Linked DNA regions of Mus musculus: region 1 is linked to region 2. Evidence: chromatin contacts called from public Hi-C data. All regions are on one chromosome and are shown on one strand. Each heading gives the region's core, a stretch centred on a gene start, on an enhancer-like site or on the middle of the called end of the contact. The rest is flanking DNA. Distances are from core to core; before and after follow the strand shown. Region 1 has its middle 41 kb from the start of Gm23351. Region 2 holds the start of G630018N14Rik (a long non-coding RNA gene).

Region 1 (4,116 bases), core at 716-3,215, 59 kb before region 2:
GCAAAGAGCCAGGCAAGACACAGAATTAAGCATCACTGAATTATGCTTGGAAGCAAGTGTGGTTATTCATGTATTCTGGTTCTCACTTCAGACTAGGCCTCTAATTCTCCCCTAAGACATTATTAATCTCAAATATATATGCACATATACACATGCGTATGTGTGTACCCTATACGTACCATATCCACAGACACATGCACATGAGCTCTACAGATAATCCTCCACCTACAATGGGCCACATCTTACCCACTGTAAGTAGAAAATAGAAGTTATTTACTGTGCCTGACAACTTAGCCACAGCTAAACTGTGCTACCGTGTGTCAGTTCTCTGTCATCGCATACGGACTGGGTGCCATAACTTATTGCCACTATCCAGCATCATGATGGAGGATGAGGCTATATCACCAGCTTGGGGATAGGTTCAAATTCAAACCCAAAGTACAATTTCTATTAAATGCTTTCACTTCTCATATGAAAAGCTGAACATTCCAAAATGGAGTCATCTTAAGCATATATTTAAATGAGAAGTTTAATAAGCAGGAAGGTCCAAGTGTGGATGCTTCAATCCCACTTAGAAGGGGAAACAAAATAATCACAGGAGGCAGAAGGAGGGAGGGACCTGAGTGGGAGATAAAAGAGGGAAGGGAAAGGGGGAACAGGATTGCCTAGGTATTGGGGCGGGGGGAAAGGAGAGAAGCCCAGAGGGCAAGGAGAATGAATAGAAATATGCAACCCCATGGGTGGGGTGGGGAGGTCGGGGTGGGAGATCCTCTGGAAAGTATTAGTGACCTGGAAGGTAAGAGACTCTCAGGACTCAATGGGGGTGACCTTAGCCAAAATACCCAACAATGGGGAGAGGCAACTTGAAGAGTTCACCTTCAGTATAGACAAGTCATCAAGTGGAGGGATGGGGTTACCAGCCCACAGTCAAAATTGCTAGCCCAGGATTGTTCCTGACTAAAAGAACTGCAGGGATAAAACAGAAAAGAGAGACTAAAGGAAAGGCAGCCCAGTGACCAGCTCAACTTGGGATCCATCCCATGGGGTAGGCCCCAAGGCCTGACACTATTACTTATGTGCTTACAGACAGGAGCCTAGCATGGCTGTCCTCTGAGAGGCCCTGGAAGCAGCTGACTGAGACAGATGCAGACGCTTATACCCAACCATTGGATTGAAATCGGAGACTACTGTGGTTGAATTAGGGGAAGGATTGAAGAAGCTGAAGGGGAGAGCAACCCCATAGGAAAACCATCAGTCTAAGCTAACCTGGATCTCCCTCCCGAACCCCCCCCCCCCCCCCCAGAGACTGAGCCACCAACCAAGCAGCACACCCAGGCTGGTCAGAGGCCTCCAGCACATATATAGCAGAGGACTGCCTGGTCTGGCCTCGTGGGAGAAGAATGTGTCTAATCCTCGAGAGACTTAAGGCCCCAGGGAAGGGGGATGCCTGGTGGTAGGGAGCACCCTCTCAGAGGCAAGGGGGAGGAGCGATGGGATGAGGAACTGTGGGAGGGGGGACTAGGAGGGGGTCAATGGCTGGAATGTAAAGAAATAAAATAATTTAAAAAAGGGGGGGAGAGAGTAAAGGAAAACGTGAGAGATCCGCCTTCATGAAGAGGAAATATGGGTCCAGACAGAATCTGGAAGCTGGGATGTTTAGTTGGAACACATTGATCATCTTAAAAGGTATGCTGGAAAATGTGTAAGAACAACTCTGAGGGAAGAGGACCTGTGAGGCCCCATTCATCTGTCAGCCCATCTTGATGGTGTTAATCTGGCCAGGTTGAAGTCACTGCTATCATGGGCTAGAAGCAGAGTTGAGAGCGCAGCCTCTCAGCTAACTTAGCTGCTTTATTTCCCAGAGAAGATCCAGGTAAGCCCCCGGTTCCTACTCTCACAGACAGCCAGACCTTTTAGGGCAGTGGACATTGCTGGGTGTGGGTCTGACAATGGCATGAACCACTTGATGGGCAAGTTTCACAGACACATTCCTGTGGTTCCTTGGTTGTTTTGAGAGACTTAGTCACAGCTCTAAGTTTCTAATTACAGGGTTTAGCTTTTATTTTTAAAAACAATGTGGTCTTGAAGTAGGTAACCTCTTCAGCATTTGCACTCGAACTGTGGGCTCCATCCTCCAAAGCCTCTGTACATACAGCCTGCAAAGACAGACACATAAAAGATTTTTAATCAAAGGGCTAGTAAGCTTTAATTCCTTTATAAGAAAGGGTTAAGATGAGATGAAGGTGGCCATTTAAGGGTTGTTGTCCTAGAAGTCCCATTTTGAGTCTCAGTTCGGTTCCTATCCAAGAAATCTATTACATTTTAATAAGATTTATTTGCCTAGCATATCTCATGTTAAAATAAGACCAAAATATAAAACATGGTTTCTATACATTACATGGTTTACTGCTGTACAGGGAGATTGTCTTTTTGTCCTTTTCACAGTACTTATAAAGAATAATGAGAACAAATGTCAGAGCGAGCCAGGTTGCTAGCCACAGAGTGATGCCAGCTTCATTTGGATTGAATTATTAGAGTCCAGCTGTCCATTTAGCAGGAGACCGCACATGTGCATTCCACTAGATGCTTAGGTGTGCCTTTTTAGCAGGGCCTCTGGAAGAAATAGCAGAGGTTCTTGAGGGCAGGCAAGGTCCCTCACTACGTGTACAATGCAGAAGGAACAACGTTTCAATGACAAGCTGCAGTTGGCCGAGAACAGCCTCAGTTCCCAACGTCTCTCAGTATCTTGGGTTTATATGTGTTTGGGAGTCCTACAGTTGAGGGCAATAACTCCTGTATGTTTCCACTAAGGTATGACATCTCATAATCTCAGGGCAGAGTTCTGCTCCTTTTACTTGGCAGTCAGTTAGTAGGTGCTCTTGCACTAACTGATAACTAGGATCATCAACTATAAAAGAGGAAAGGTTCATGTTGGCTTACAGTTTCAGAAGTTCCAGTCCATGGTCAGTTGACCTGATTGCTTCTGGCCATATGGTGGGCCAGAACATCATGGGAGAGCATGCTAGGGTGTGGGAGAAATGGAAGGGGAGAAGGTAAGAGAGAGCACTAGGGTCTCACAATCTCTGATGACCTAAGCCCACCAAGCCCTACTTCTTAAACTGCCTTACATCCTTGTAACACCAAATCACACATTAAGCTTTCAACACATGGACCTTTGGGACCCAAAGGTCACACATAAGAGCCAAAATACAGCAATTCTCATGCAACAGACTAAGTGTTTAGCATCATTTCAAAATCACATTATATGGCTACAGGGCCAGTTGGGTTACTGTTTTACACTGACAAAAAATTGTCATGAAATTATGAAACTATTAAAGTCAAGAAAATTACATGTCTTGCTATGAAGTGTGACTTCTATTGTTAAAACTGAGGGTTTAAATGGAATTATGCTAGAAAGAAAAGTAATGAACATTTTTAAAGCATAAAGCATGCACCAAATGGACCCCATGCCAAGCTTTTAGATCTTTCATTGCTTCTCATGATGGCCTTAAAAATTACAAGTTGTCTGAGAAAGTCATTTGTACAAGGTTGGCCATTCAGCCGCACATAACTGAGCCAACATTTCAGAGCACCTAGTCATTTGACCCCATGTTAGGTCAAGGTTAAATAGCTGCATTGAGGATGCAGGGTCACTACAGTAAGACCCCAAGAGCATGCCATTAGGATTCAGATACTCATCAATTTGAAATGGACTCATGTCCTGATAAAATCTAGGATAAAATCCTAATTGGAATTTTCAAAGGGAGAAATGCACTTGATCCACCTAAACACATTTCCTGCTCAACACTGCTCCTGCTCCCTGACCCACTAAGTTGCAGGATGCTCTGTGCAATTAAGAATGTTCCCTATTATGATTGTGAAGCTCAATGTTCTGCCTATCATATTGTTATCCTGGGAAAAGATCCTCGCCCATGAATGTGTTCTCCTGAAGATCTAATCACTTTTGCATCATTGGGACAGTTCTGTATGGGAAAGCAAGACCAAGATGTAGGTTGTCTGGGGTAGGACATGCTCCATGGACAGTGTCTTGCAGGGGAACACTGAGCATGCCTCAGACTCCAGGTACCTTAGTTAGGGCTGCACCTCAAACTCAGC
Region 2 (4,092 bases), core at 424-2,923:
CAGCTATGTGAGCCTGTCAAGGAAGTGAAACTATCCTCTGTGCAGAAACCTTAAGCTTAGGAAAATGTATAAGGATTCAATGTTGATTATCTTAAATGTCAAAAAGGAATTTAGTTTATCTATGTCACAAAGATTTCATTCCTGGTAGAAATCATGTAATTATACAATAGGATGGAATTTGGGTAGGAAAACAAGAAACTCAGGAACTGCAAATAGGATCTCTCTACAATCTTCATGATTTGAACTGAACCATCAGCTATAGACCTTTTTCAGCATAAGTAACAGGCAGCTAGGTTTGGGCAGTCACTGTGCATTGGTGTTCTGTCTCTCTAAGGCAAATTCTTTCACGAATTTTTTAGGGTACTGGATAGGATGTGGGATAAATAAAATCACTGCGGCTCCAGGGTTGCTGGGCTTGGATCATCACATTGAAACAGTGGATGCTGAGAAGAAAGATGATGGAAACAGAAGCCAAGAGGACACTGCCCAGGAGGGCATTCAGTTTAGGGACAAAGGCAGGGAGATACCTTCCCTGTAGAAAAGACTCAATCCTATCTTTATTTGGGGGCCACCATGATAATAGGTATGGGGCAACAGATTTTAACAATGTAGGTGTAAGAGAAATACACCAGCTATGTTGTGTTCTCAAAGATGTCTCTATTGATGGCAGATATGTTCTTTTGAATTGAGTCATTCTTAGCTCTTTCAAACAATAATATGCATCATATTTCTGCAGAACCAGCACCTATGAAGTCCATGACGATCTGTATCCTATCATCTTCTTTTGTTAGGAATGCTCACTGTGGAGCAGAGCTGTGCTGCAGCACATTTGACTAGTAGAGCTGAAGTTTCTCCTTAGTTCTGTGGTTCATACCACAAGTTTCTAGGACTGTAATCTCTCACTATGAATGACACTTCTGTCTTACAAACTCCAAACTTTCAAATATCTGACTATCCTGAGAGTGAATACTGCTCGAATTGAAGATATGAAATTTGCGGTGGAGCATTAAAATGAAAGATGCTATGACTGGTTAACTCCACTCTGAGGGAATTTTGCGTTTTGCCTGATTGGACATACCAGAAAACTATTTAAAAGTTTGATTTACTCCCTGTAAAGAAGGCTGTGTTGTTTAAGATGGTTATAGCATATTACACTGCACTTATGGACAGAAGCTGTATATAGCTGCCAGGCTTCAAGCTCCTTCATGTTTATCAGGATGCTTTCAAATTGTCCGCATGTCCTTATGGAAGCATCTCTCTGTCCCAGTCCACACCCTATCTCGGGGTTCATTTGTGTGCTCTTTAAGAGTTCCCCTTGGCTTCTCTAAGTATATGCATATGGCTTGAAATATATTAATCACTTTTCAAAGTCTTCAAGTGCTTGCAATAATTTCCATAAACCAAATTTAATTCAGGTGGGCCTGCTGCCAACAGACGGACCAACCCCAGGGTGGGTCTCTGGCATTTCTTCTTGAATGCTTCATGCCATTAAGGAGAAGTGTTTCAAGCAAAAAGGGAGAGTCCAATTATGCCAAGTTGTGAAGGTTTTTTTTTTTTTTAATGTCCTGTTTTTACAGTAATCTAAGGTTTTGTGCCAAGCCATAAGTATGCCTAATTTTAGCTCAGCTCCTCAGTCAGAAGCAAGCATGTCTGTCTGTCTGTTCTCTTTCAGTTCTTTACATTAGCTCCCTTAAGGCTCTATCTGCCTTTGAGCTTGCTTACCGGCAGTGCTTCTGACCACTCATGGGTTAATTTGAGGCAGCACAGCCAGGCGCCTGTCAGCTCTAATGGATTCATCACTATTAATAAGTTTGGCGCCTAATTTACTACGAGCTGGCACTGGCAATGACGCTGAGAGATCACATGTCCCAGCTGATGCGCAGATTCTTCCCCACTGAAATGGACGTTTCTGCCAAAGTCAATGAGTAAAACTGACAGTGCGGATGACTAACCTCCAGCCCAGAGCCTTTGGCAGCTCACACCTTTGTGCAAAGCACGGTACGTTGTTTAAATTCTTTCAGATTATGATGATGGCAATAGTAGAGATATTTAGTAAATGAGGGAAGTGTGGCCTCCCTACTATCTGCAATGAAGCCTGCAAAAAGGGGATCATTGTTGGCAGGGGGACCTAGTATCATTTGTGAGAGGAGAGAAATGATCAGACCCTTTGCCACACCCTGCTGCCTGTGCTATAGGCCAAACAAATGCCTATCATTGGCCTCAGTTGAAAAGCTAATTTGCAGCTTGTTGAAAAGATGAGGCTCTTTGATACAGAGAAATATCTGGAAAGCAACAGAGTGCACAATACCCACATTTGCTCAGGAGCTGGATATGCCAAAGTGATGATAGTCGAAGAACTTTGGTGATTTTGCAATTTTACAGTCTCCAGATGCCCTGAACATCTAATGTTGATTCACAGCTCTCTGTAAAGCAAGAAGAGTCATGCTAAGATCAGAGAGGTCATTCCTGGTATCCAAGACCAGGCAGTTGGCATAGATAAACAGGAGACAAATGTCCAATGGCACAGCCTCGCCTGATACAAACTTAAGATCTCCATTTGGAAGAGGGAAGCTACTGAGTTTCAGAGGGTCTCTACTTACTATATTAAACTTGGTTTCTCTTTGAGGCCATCTTAAATTCATGACTTACAACCTCAGCCCATGGTCTGGGGTATAAGGACAGTTCAATATCAGTGCTTGCTTTGTAGTTCAAAATTATCTTAAAATTCTTATACGTGGAATTAAAACATTTTAGGAGTTGTGATGTCCTAAAACAAAATGTTCTGATCATGCCCAGTGAGGACAAAAAGGATGGACCTGTGTTTTCTAACCTCAGCCGTATCAAAGCAATGCAGTTGAGAGCATTGGAAGGAGGGTGTTCTATGCACTCACGGTCTGGATTCTTTGACTCTACATCTTCAAGAAGATGTAAAGTACAAGTCTTTACCTTACTGGAGGAACTAATAGCATTCATTACTCAGATGTTGTTCTGGTTTTTGGTTGTTTTGTTTGTTTTCCTACACAGCATCTACCGGACCAGTTTTGATTTTGTCATAGCTTCTTAGCTTGCTTATTCTCCATGTTGCTCCCTCTGGTTTTCAGCTTTGTGAAACCCTATTGTACACTCAAGTTTACCAGCATCTTTTGTCCTCTCCATTATAAGATTAATTTTGGTTTTATATTTTTCAGATCCAGTAGTTCCCTTTGGTTCTTTATCAGCATCTATTTCTCTGATGAGCTTGAGGAACTGTTATTATTAGCTATAGGTACACGCCTTTATATCCTAGAACAACACCAAAATATCATTTTAAGTTGATTCTTCTCAAACAATGACCATCTGTATAAAATACGAATGTCTGACCAAGGAAATATGTGTGTTTTTTGGATAATACATGCATGTTTTGGAGACACAATTTTAAAAGGTAAGGTTTAATTGGACAATCTTAAAATCCTGACAGAGTATAACCTGTTGTTATATATCAGTGATCCACCTAGAAGAAACTGTTAGTTATATGACCCAATTTTAATATCATCTATTCTTTGTCTGATTATAGGAAGTGCCTTCTTAATTGAGTGAAAATATGCATCTTAAATGGGGCTTGAGTTTTGCAAAGATTTATTTTTTTCCTTCTTGTTAAAACAAACCATTTTGTCTGCTAATTATGAATCTTAGTCATTGTGGGTCAGACTACATTGAGGCGCCTCTTGAGTTTCTTGTGGATGTTATAAATGGTTTGATGTAGAAACTCTGAATTATGGTATGCTCTTCTGGGAAACATTGTGTTTTTTGTTTAATCTCAGTTACACAGATTGGTCCCGAGGATTCACAGACTGGTCTAAGGCTCTGGACTCCACCTTGGTAGGTATTCCTACCCTTCAGCCCACTTTGGGGTTCTCTTCTGTGTTTCCCTTGTTCTCCATGTTGAATCCAGTTGTTGCAGCAGTGTTAAGTAAAAGAAGATCTTCTTCCTCTCTTAGAACTTGAAAAGCCATTGTATTTCCATGTGCTGTCTAATGGTAGGGATTTTTATAGCCTCAGGAAATTATTTCTAAGCATCACTGTTTACAAATTATATTTTTTCAGTATGCTTTG

Evidence for each region. A called contact is a pair of places that touch in the nucleus more often than the background predicts.
Region 1: a contact with region 2 is called in a Hi-C map of embryonic fibroblasts, with 2.0 times the contacts expected there. The contact joins the enhancer-like site here to the promoter of G630018N14Rik in region 2. A contact is called at or near these places in 2 of 484 Hi-C or Micro-C datasets (embryonic fibroblasts and embryonic stem cells) and 2 of 115 datasets of contacts at active chromatin or transcription factors (embryonic stem cells and trophoblast stem cells).

The regions. Positions count from the first base shown.
Region 1 is chr13:31,466,175-31,470,290 of GRCm38.p6, reverse strand. No RefSeq gene overlaps it. Among named protein-coding and RNA genes, the nearest start is that of Gm23351, 41 kb to the right of the region's middle. Within about 2 kb of position 1,965, at least 24 of the 459 cell types and tissues checked have an H3K27ac peak or open chromatin away from gene starts, as enhancers often do. A contact at or near this core is called in embryonic fibroblasts, where this site is marked.
Region 2 is chr13:31,406,684-31,410,775 of GRCm38.p6, reverse strand. G630018N14Rik (a long non-coding RNA gene) reads left to right here and starts at 1,673. Exons shown (of 10, transcript XR_003950526.1): 1 at 1,673-1,998; 2 at 3,189-3,421; 3 at 3,801-3,858.